Regions from separate parts of the Gossypium hirsutum genome. Here region 1 is linked to region 2. The links are chromatin contacts, called in public Hi-C maps. All regions are on one chromosome and are shown on one strand. Each heading gives the region's core, a stretch centred on a gene start, on an enhancer-like site or on the middle of the called end of the contact. The rest is flanking DNA. Distances are from core to core; before and after follow the strand shown. Region 1 has its middle 29 kb from the start of LOC107910726. Region 2 holds the start of LOC107910303 (cytochrome P450 81C13).

Region 1 (5,637 bases), core at 3,035-5,534, 280 kb before region 2:
TGGTTCCAGGGTGCAAAATCACCCCACTAATTTAGAGACCGTAGGAAGGATTAAAAAGGTATTTAGATACAGAATTAGATCCACCAAAACACACACTAAGGAAAAAGGGAGGTGCTAAAAGGTGAAAAGTGGAGAATGTTGAAATTGGAACACAATATCTTTTTATTTTGTTTTGTTATGTCTTTGTTGATCTTTTGTTCTTTGCTTTTGGTAGTTAGCAGTGTAGGTGGTAGAAAAGTATTTCAACCCAAATAGAAAAAGATTTTTTTTTCTATAAAAAGAAGGCAATGATAAAATATTATTTAGTGATCATGAAAAAGAGAGAAGAAAATTGGTGCCCACTGAACATCTTCTCACCTTCCATGGACAATTGTCTTAGTCTGACTTTTCCTTTTTCTTCTTTCAATAGCGGTATTCTACATTTATGTACAACATGTATTTCAACATGATAAATATTAAAAATGAAATAAATTTAATTTCAGTCAATTCGTAGTTTTTATTTTTAGTTCATTTTATTTTATCTCAAAGCAGCAGTGGTTTTTATTTTTATCCACTTGATGTTTAAAAGAAAACTGTGATAGTTTTTGTTCACTTTTTTTTAAGTAATAGTGATTGTAGTTATGATTATAGTTTTTAGTTGTGTTTTAATGTCTATTTATTAAAGAAATGGTGTTGCTAGATTTATTGAGAGTCATTTTCGGAAGATCTTGTACGTCACTAATGTGGTAGGTTCGTTGGGATTTTTAGTAGCAGTTTTTTGATTGATTGATGTTAGTTAAGAGGATTATGGTGCAATTTTCAACGGTTTGATAAAAAGTAAAATATCTCTAGATTATTTCTAAATTCTTTTATTATTATGATTGGTGTTATTTTATATTTCTCTTTAAGCGAATATATTTATGCATTAATTTGTAATGTCTTACTTATTATTTGTATTATATATATTGTTTTCAAGTCTTTTACTTCCAATTATTCATGATTAAAATATTTTCTTAAAATAAATAAAAAATAAAATTTGAGAATATCTATTAAACTTCTCCAAGCTCAATTTCATCCTTCTTGACCTCTTGAGCATTAATGAGTTGTCCAGGCTTTATTAACCTTGTAAACTTCATTCATTTCATCAAAGGATATACATTGACTTATCACTCTCCTCCATCTGTCCATCGTCTGCCTAAATGATTAATCGTCATTTCCAGTCCATGTATATTTGTGGCTGTGGGGCTGAAGCCTGCACGGTCACTGCCATATTTAATTATTTTATTTTGTCAGACTCTGTCAAGTTTGATAAACAAAACTCGATTAAAAATTCTTACGAAAAATATTTTGAGTATTTTTCGACGTTTGTTTCATGTAAAATAGGATAACCAATGTTAAAAATTTTTCAATCAATGTAAATTTATTTTTTTATTCTTGTAAAATGTCTTATCAAATTTTTTTTATAATACATTTTCTAAATTGATAAGGCTCTGTTCACTGTAATACCATCATACCTGTCCCGAATATCGGGTCAAAGTACCGGAATGTTACATTCTCTACTATATTTTTCACTTATCAAATATTTTCTTATAAACTTTCATAACTTTTTAATTTAGTCCCTTTTTGTCATAAATGTTCAACATTCACAGGTTAATCATATTAAATCAATTTTCTTTCTTGTTACACTTTAATCACATATCAAATTTCTCTATATTTCATTTCTATAATTTCATCCACATATTTTCTCAAGTTTAACAATTTAGTCCTTGTCATCATAAAAATTCCATATTTTTCCACAATTTCACTTTTACAATACTTTATGCATATTTCATCATCTCATAACATATTCATTAAACTTTTACCATAATTTATTTAGTCACATATTAAATTGTTTCACACTTAAACTTTTGTACATTTTTCAATTTAGTCCCTATTGCCATGTAATTTATTTTTCACCATATAAACACTTTAATCAAATAATTCATTTTAATATCTTATTCCACATAACAAATTTTCATGCATATCACTTCTCTTGTTTCAATTATAAATTTCATAAAATTTACAATTTAATCTTTAACATCATGAAGATTCATTATTTACTATAATTTCACCCTAATATCACTTTGTAATCAATTCACAACTTATTATAAATCTTAAATGTATGTTTGTTTCATTAAAAATAACTTTCATAAAATATTTTCAAGAAATCTGCCAAACAACAAAAATATTTAACACAGGTTAATCTAAACACCAGAAAATATTAGCTTTTTCAAAAAAATAAATTATTTTTCGAGAATCATTTTCAATAAAACAAACTCAACCTAATTTAGATTAAATTTAAGGTGGAGAACATGTAAACGAGGATAACTGTTTTCAATATTATAGTTTCGGCCCACAAAATTTGAACCAAAATGTTGGCATTTAATTACCCTTTGTAGTTTGTTCTTTCTCCCAAACATTTCAATGGTTGGCACTACTATCATGATATAATTTATGTCGCATACGATGTTATTGAAGGGCGGCGGAAGAAACTGTAAACCTGCAGGCTAATGCAGCCAGCTATGTACGTTGCCAATTATAGTCTAGTATAGGTTTGGCCCTCTGTTTTTTTGCAATTAACTTTGCCTATTGTAATTTGTGCTATGTCGATTATATACAATCAAACTCCTAATGTGGACGGCTCATGAACTCATTGTAATGCTTTAACATGCGTACGTAAGTAGTAGTAGTATTAATGCAAGGATAAATTTTTTCGATCTTTTGATGGAAAATGTGTTTTCAAAGAATGGTCGAACTTGGGGACCTCAAAAGCCTTGGCCAAAAATTATTGAATGAACCACGCCAGTGCCACTAGATTCAAACACAGATGTGGACAATATAAGAAATGGACACATGAACCACTGTTGCCAAAATTTAATGTTAAATCATTTTGATGCTGATCTAGCTGCTTAAACAGCATTTGAAACTAATCAAGAGTTTGTATTAAACAGTGAGGAAAAGATAAAAAGAAAAGCCAATGGCAGTCAATAAGTGTTTGTGACATAGTTGGGGGTACAGTGGTCCTAGTGATAGGCTTCTTACCTGCAAAATTCAGGCTGAATTTCAACCCTAGTTGGCAGTGGGGTCTTATGGGATTACCGTTAAAAGCCAATACAAGCTATCTGTGAATGAAATTTAGGCCTCAATTACCCCTCTATATGGGCAAAAAGAAAGCACCATTGGTAGATTTTTTTTTTTTTGGTTTAGGGCATTAGGGGGTCAATACTGCCACCCAAGTCATTTAATATTGGCGGCAAAAACCAACCAATCTCTGGGTCTAATTTGGCAAAACCCAGAGTGTGCAACCCTACCCTATCTCTTATGTTCAGAGACTGGAATTGATGTTGGAGTTGAATGTAATGATAAGGGTATGAACATCATTCTATTTTGGTTGCATTTGTACCAATGGATAACAACTTCTAAATATCCATCCAACTTATATAACATTAATGCCCAACATCTCAATGTATCTCACTATCTCCTATCTGTTTCCCTTTACTCGTTCTCACTTGAGTTTATCATAATTGATATTAAAAATTAAAAAAATAAATAAATGAGACTAATGACAATTTCATAGAGTTAAAAAACCTCCATCGCATATACACTATAAAAAAAGTAATAGTTTAGGAAGAGTTAAAACTGATTGTATGGATCATTTTGGCAATCATCTCGCCTTTTAAATTTTGTATAATATTTCAGGTTGAACTCGTGAGCATATTATGTCTACAAGTTTAGGTAATTCTCGTTTAAAAGAAGTATTACATTTTATGTGCTAATAAATATTTACTATTTATTTTACAAGCTGGCACCAAGGATCTCAGAGCACCACCCAAATATATTTTATAATATAAAAATAAATATTTTAGGTTTAAAATAGTGAAAATAAATTAAAATTTTTATATATATTTTTTCAAAATATATCATATAAAAGTTATTGATTTTTTTTATTTACTTGAAAATTTATTATTCTTTAAAAATATTTATGAAAATGATTTTAAAACTTTGTCAAATAAAATTCAAAAACTGTAAAACGAAACTCATTTTACTAAAATAAAATTAAAATACAAAACAAGAAAAGATTAATACGAGACAAGTGAGAATCAAACCAAACCAAAATTACAATAAACTATTGGAAAAATTCCAAAAACCTCACTTAGGCGAGTTGGGTGGGCGGGTAACCAAGTCCAAGAGATTTGGGTCTACACATATAGTGTGATAGTTGGTGCACGTCAATGTTAGCCATTTGCAGCAATTGATGGGCCTAAAAGAAATTATAGTCAAACCAAGTTTTGCTTTAACATTTCGAAATTCTCTCTTCAGCCGAAAGTCCCCATCTACTTTCTCCTAAATGAATTTTGGGGTCTATGCTCTATGGGCTATAGCATAAGTTGCACCTTTACCCCTAATCCATGGTTATTGGTTAATCCATTCAACTTTTTGAAGTTTCAAAGGCTTTATGAAAGACGTTAAATGACTGACATTTTAAAGTTGGAAATAACTACTCTACTTTAGTAATTTTTAAGTGGTTGTATCATTTTCTGAAGAAAAATTGAAAATTAACCCCAATTAGGTTACTTGGGTTTATGAAATATAAATTTAAAAATGAGAATTGCTCGAAGCTTAATCGAATTCTATTCTTTATTATATAAATATAAATATAAATATAAATATTTTATATTTAAAATAGTGAAAATAATTTAAAAGTTCTTGAAAAATTATTATTTTTTAGAGATATTTATGATTTTTTTTGAAACTTTGTCAAATAACATTGAAAAAAGTCATAAAACATAGTTCATTTTGTCAAAATAAGTCTAAAAATCCAAAACAAATAATTAATATGAAAAACTAAAAATTGAACCAAACCAAACCGAATTATGATAGATAGTTCAAAAAATCTAAAAAACCTAACCAAACGGAACTGATATTACCCCTAATTGATGGTGCATCATTTTGTTTTTTTTTTCTTAACGCAAATTGATACTTAAATTATACCTTTTTTTTCCATCTATTTACCTAAACCCTTTTTTGGTCATAAGTGATACCTAAACTAATTTTTTCCCCAAATTGGTACCTTGGTACCTAAATTATTATTATTTTTCTCATTTTGATACCTAAACATTTTTTTGTCATAAGTAGTACCTAAACTATTATTTTGTTACTCATTTTGCACCAAAATGTTATATTCGTTAAAAAAATCAATGAATAAACTTAACAAATATTTTTAATTATTTGATTTCACTTTTTTTTCTTTTACATTATTTTTTTTATTTTTTTAATTTTTCCTTTTGTTTTCCTTTCTTCTTATTTTATAATGTTTGGTAATACCAACAATACTCAAAATTTGACCTCTCAAGGTCGACATGTCAGTCATTAATTCCATTTTTAAATATTTTTTTTGTTTTTATGATTTTTCAGTATTTGATCAAACTGGAATTCGTGGCTTGATCAGTTCAACCATCGGTTTGATTCTGAATAAATAAAAAATAAAAAATAAAATGAATAAATACATATGTAAGAGAAAATAAATTTTTTTCTTTTTTTCCTTATGTCATTTTTTAAGTGTTTATTTTTTTTATTGAAATAGACTTAATTGTTTAACTAACTATTAAACCATCAGAG
Region 2 (6,133 bases), core at 3,279-5,778:
CAAATCAAGCAATTTTATTTTCCATTTAACCTTAAGGAAAGGGTTTCTTGTAATTTTATTCAATATACATGTATTGCATTTTTCAATATTATTATGAAAAATAGGAATTAAATCTAACTTGTGTATGTCATTCAATTTTTTATAATTCAAATAACCTAATCTATAATGTCATAAACAATAAGATTCAACCATATAAGCAGAAATAATATTTTTGTCCTTATTAATAATATTGAGTTTGAACATGCTCTCATACATATATAATTTCTCTACAAAAATTTCTCCCTTAGACAAAATAAACTTATCTACCTCAAAAACAAGTTTGAAACCAAACTTATCCAATAGACTTCCAGACACTAAATTCTTTCTAACTTATGGTACATAAAGTACATCATTCAAGCTTAAAACCTTTCCGGAATTGAATTGTAGTTCAACAGATCCTTTGCCTTTGATTGTTGCGATGGAAGAATTTCTCATGTACAAGACATTGTCATTTTCACATTGTGTGAACATGCTTTTGTTTTTGCACACATGTTTAGTTGCTCTGGTATCAATCCACCATGCATTGTCATCTTGTACCATATTAATTTCAGATATCATTGCAACGAACTTTTCGTTATTATCAGCCTTAGAAGATGATTTCTTCTTTAAAAATCAACATTCATACTTGAAATGTCTCGGCTTACCACAATGATAGCATTAGCCCTTTTATTTCTTTTTGAACTTAGGTGCTCTATCAGTCTGTTTGAACTTTCTCTTGAATGGTTTAGTAGTCTGCACTTCCTCCGTAACATGCACTTTGGCATTTTTAGAATTTAGGTTCTGATCTTGCTTTCGATATTCTTCTTCAATACGAAGATGATTTGCTAAAGCCTCAAAAGATATTTCATCTTTCTTATGTTTTAAACTTCTTTTAAAATCTTTCCAAGATGGAGGAAGTTTGTCTATTATGGAGGATACAACAATCATTTCATCAATTTTCATATCATATTACTTAAATTGATTCAGCATCTTTTCAATATCACGGAATTGTTCCATAACAGAACAACCATCAACCATTTGATAATTATTTGAATGACTAACAAGAAATTTCTTACTTGTAGCATCTTTGGTCATGTATATTGTCTCAAATTTGTTCCATAATTCTTTAGCAGTGACCTCGTTTTGGTAGGTGTCGAGCAAACTATCAGATAAACCATTCAACATGTGGCCTATGCACATATAATCAGCATTGTCCCATGTTTTCCTTTCTCGGGTTGCAGCAACATATTCGTTTTCATTCTCTTCAAGTCTTAGAGTATCCAAAACATAGGTAATCTTCAAAGTCGATAATAAGAAGTGCATCTTTTTCTGCCATCATTGGAAATTGCCACCATCAAACTGATCAAGTTTGACAAGTTAGAAGCCAACTCCCTTAGTGTTTCGCTTTCATGTGTTGTAGTAGTCATCATGAAATATAACCTTAAAATTGTTAGTACAAATCTCCGATGAGGAAAATCTCAAACACAAGAACGGAACTCGAACAAAAACAAAAATAGGACAAGGCTCCAAGGCGTGTATCAAGCCATTATCTTTAAAGTTATATTCGCCCCCACCTATTTTCGGTGTGCAAATGGGTTTCAAGAAAATTAACCTCAATGATACAATGAAACCAATTACTATTAGTGTTTTGCACTGACGAGAATAGTCCACTAAGCACTAAACAATTTATAACAAGAAACTCAATTTCTATAAATAATTTCCGCAATAACTCTTTATAAAACAATCTAATAATATTAGAAAATGAGGAAGGATAGAAAAAACTTTTAGAACTTGTTGGTGTGTTTTTCAAATGAAATTTCATTCCTATTTATAGGAATTTTCATGTCTCTTCGTAAAGACATTTTTCAATAGGTGTCTTTATGAATAGATAAATAATAATTATTCATTTAATTTTATAACTATTCAAGTAATATTGTAATATTGTTTGAATAGTTATAATTATTTTTTAAAAATCAAATGATATAACTTTTGACCAATGATCAAAAGATTTATCTTTTGATTAATTACACCCATTCATTTATAGTTATTAAAATACTATAAATATTTGAAAATGTTCTAACAAGCATCAATCTAAATATCAAAACAAAACAGTTTAAATGCTCAAGTGCATAATATATGCCATTTAAAAGATCAAATGGCTAATCTGGAATTGGGTAGATACTAAACGATGAACGCTCTAAAGTTGGGAGAGAAGTTTAATCACATCAGGCCGTGGGCGACACAAAGCCTCCAAAGGCCTAGCCTTGAAGATAGACAATCCAATAGTATCTGGTGTCATATCCACCTTGTCTGACCCTACGTTTTCCCATTCAAAGCATTGTATAAAAACACCAATTGCCAACAAAACGGACCGTAAGCCCATGTTTCTGCCAGGACAAGCTCTCCTTCCAAGTCCAAATGGAAGATATTTTGGAAGATATTTGAATCCTTCCTTGTCTTCCAAAGTTCCCTCATAAAATCTTTCAGGCTTGAACTTGGTTGGCTCCTCCCATATGCTAGGATCCCTTTGGATGGCCCAAGCATGGACCAAGAGTATTGTGCCTTTAGGTATCTCATATCCATCCACCACACAATCTTCAGATGGGCAATGAGGCAATAAAAGCGGTGTTGCGGGATATAACCTTAGTGTCTCGTTTACAACACAACGAAGGTATGGAAGTTTGGGAAGATCTGATTCATTTAGCAGGCGCTCATGTCCAACATGGCGAATGATCTCGTCTCTTGCCTTCTGCAAAGCCTCTGGATGACTCAGCAGGAGTGCCATTGTCCACTCCATTGTAATAGCCGTAGATTCAGTTCCTGCAATGAACATCATCTGTTGCAAGCCAATGTTAGAAAACAGATAATTTGTTTCCCACTTTTTGCTTTGATAGATTACTCATAACTTCAACGAAAACTGTCAAACAAAGATCATCCCATTTTTTTATGTTACTCGGACATTTTATCTTTTTATGTGACATATATTCAAATAAAGGCATATGAAAAGTTTAATGTACCCAGTTCTGCTACTCAGACAGAGAAAATATTATTAATTACAATTTTTTTGAAGTCTGGACATGACAGTAGAGCATCGGGTCGGGTTGGGGAGGACAAAAAACGACCCGTCCTTTCCTGTTGCCATCACTTAAAAAGTGTGAAAATCTATAATGTCATATGGTCAAATTCCATTATTAGTCCATATATGATACATAAATTATGAATTTAGTCATATATTCTTAATCATGTATTTTTGGTATTTTGAAAATTTTGACTATTATTTTTAAAATCTTCTAATCACGCCATATAACTTATTACTTTTACACAATACCCTTATAGACAACTTCATATAGAAGACTAGAAAGCAAGTTGCTACCTACCAAAACCATAGTCAATGAATTTGAATGCTACTTACTAAAATTTTCAAATTTAGAAACAAGTTGATATAGAAGACTGAAAAGCAAGTTGCAACCTACCAAAACCATGGTCTTGATGACTTGATCGGGACAGAAGTCAGGGTCGTCTTGTTGAAGAGACAGAAGCCTTTCAATCAGCGAAAAATTCTTCTTACTTATATTTAATCTTATCCCATCTACTAAATTCTGAAGATATTCATCTCTTCTCCTATGTATTTCTTTCAATTTCTTTTCAATCCCTAGGAAACCAATCCACCTCAAAACTGGGAAGAAATCACATATGTTGGTCCCTAGGCTCGGAAAAAACAAGCTCTTAAATTCCGTGAAGAACATCTTTTCTGCCTCCACGTCCTTAGGATCCTCGACCCCACGTTTTCCGGCCACCGTCCTCCACATGACATTCGCCGTCAAGAGACAAAACAAGTACTTCAAGTCCACCTTTTGGGTGCCGTTGCCTGATGAGACCTCAAACAAGCGACGAACAAAGTCCGCAACTTCTTCTTCACGTATGGAAGAAAACTTTTCAACGCTGTTAGAACAGAAGATCTCAACAGCGCTGAGACGGCGATGGTTCCGCCAAAGTGATCCGTAAGGAGCCCAAACGAAAGTAGTGTAGTTGTACGTCATAAGATCCCCGGCCATAGTACGAGGCCGGTTTGCAAATATTATATCATTCTTGGTCAAGCATTCTTCAACAGCAGAAGGAGAAGAAAGAACAAGGACATGTCTGCAACCGAATTTGAGATATAAAACAGGGCCATATTTGGATAATAACGTGGCCAGTGATTGGTAAAGTGGGTTTTTGATGAGGTGAAGGTGGCCAATAATTGGCAGAGAAAAGGGACTCGGAGGTAAATTTTTGGTTTTATGAATCAAAAGCTTGATGGTGAGAAGAATGAATAAGATGATTACAAGGTAATGGTACAGGTTTTCCATGGAAACAAACAGGAAAACCATATGAAGAACGCTTTGTTTAGAGACACTGACTGAAGAAAGAGGGAGAGGCCCTGAAATTATATAGCATCAAATTCTTGAGTAGATGGACACAGTGTAGGCCTTTGTTTTTTCCAAAATGACTCAAAAAAAAAAAATCACTATTGACTTCGATAAAAAAATCATGGCCTGTTTATTATAGCATCAAATTCTTGAGTACATAGACATAGTGCGGTCAGACCCAGTACCACCCAAACGATGATTTTTAAAAAATAAAAATATTTTTTTGGGTACATAGACGGGGACAATATGTATTTTTCAAAATAGTTGCAAAAAATACAGATATTTAAGGAGAGAAAAAAACATTTTTAATAGGTATTACCGATTTTTCATCAATGCCACCAGACAATCAGATGACACAAACAATTTGGTGACACTAAAAGAAAAATTAATTTTTTTAATTATCTAATACCAATGTCACCGAACAACACAACGACACCAAAAAAATATTTTTTTTACCTAATAACACCAATAAAAATTTCTGATAATTTCTTTTTCAATTTGACAAGATAATAATTTTTTGTAAATTTCTCCGATGCTGCTCAAGACAGTGACACCTACTAAAAAATACTCTTTTTTTTCTCTTTTTCTTCCACGAATACCTATATTTTTTACGAATATTTTAAAAAATATATGTTGGTAACAATTATATTTTAAAAAATACAATAATTGAGTCATGATTGAAAGGTGGTGTGACCATTAAATCTGAAGGAATACTGCAAAAAGAAAAATCATTTTCGTATATAACTTTTTATTTAAATTACCCACACTGCAATATGTAATTATTAAATAATGTCATTATCTTTTGTGGCTCCATGCTTTTATCTTTTATCAAGACTGGTTCTACTCAGTCTGAAAATTTTTTCCTATCAGTCTTTTCAAATGACTAATAAATCATTCTTATAAATTAGGCTTAAATATGGATAGGCCATGTTGTCCCTTGAATTTTCTTTTAGTCAAATTGCTCCATGACTTGGTATATTGATTCTTACGGTTAACATAATTTGTTCATGTGATCATCCACGGACGTGACACCTGGATAAAGAGCAACAAAACATGTCTTTTTTAATTATTCTAATAAATTTTAAAAAATATATATTCTAAAAATTCAAAAAATTGAATATAAATAAAATTTCAAAAATAATAAAAAATTCAAACAATAAAAAAATAAAAACACATTTTAAATTTTATAAATTACAAAAAAAAAATGAAAATATAAAAATCCAGAAAAAAAAAGTAGTTTAACTTTCAAAAAATTGAAAAATAATAATAATAATTGAAAGAAGTCAATTTTGATTATTCTATATTTTCAATTTTTAATTTTTTAATTTTTATTTTTCGAATTTTTTATATATATGTTTTGAAATTTTAACTAATTTTAAATTTTAAATTTTAAATTTTGAGTTATATTTTTTTGGATTTTTAAAATATATATTTCTTATATTTTTTATGCCAACCTCATGATCGAATTTGAGAAAGAAAAATTCCGGGACCAAAATAAGTAATTATGACTGTTTAGTTGGTGAGATAATTAATTCAGAAATCCTTGAAAGGCCAATTAATGCACTTCTTTATTGAGATTCAAAGAAGAAAAACGCGTTACGAGGAAACCAGTGAAGTCTTTAATTTCTTAAATTCTCCTGACAACAAATCAGTCGAATACTGAGTTAAAATGTCGAGTGGAGTTCGCTCTCACCGCAATGCCAACG

What was found. A called contact is a pair of places that touch in the nucleus more often than the background predicts.
Region 1: a Hi-C map of leaf shows a contact between it and region 2, with 2.4 times the contacts expected there. The contact joins the enhancer-like site here to the promoter of LOC107910303 in region 2. A contact is called at or near these places in 2 of 34 Hi-C or Micro-C datasets (both in leaf).

Annotation. Positions count from the first base shown.
Region 1 is chrD02:17,685,803-17,691,439 of Gossypium_hirsutum_v2.1, reverse strand. No RefSeq gene overlaps it. Among protein-coding and RNA genes, the nearest start is that of LOC107910726, 29 kb to the left of the region's middle. Within about 2 kb of position 4,284, at least 3 of the 9 cell types and tissues checked have an H3K27ac peak or open chromatin away from gene starts, as enhancers often do. A contact at or near this core is called in leaf, where this site is marked.
Region 2 is chrD02:17,408,158-17,414,290 of Gossypium_hirsutum_v2.1, reverse strand. It overlaps LOC107910303 (cytochrome P450 81C13), which reads right to left and starts at 4,528. Exons shown (of 2, transcript XM_016838113.2): 1 at 3,492-4,528; 2 at 2,115-2,854. The coding sequence starts at 4,388. The coding sequence ends at 2,216.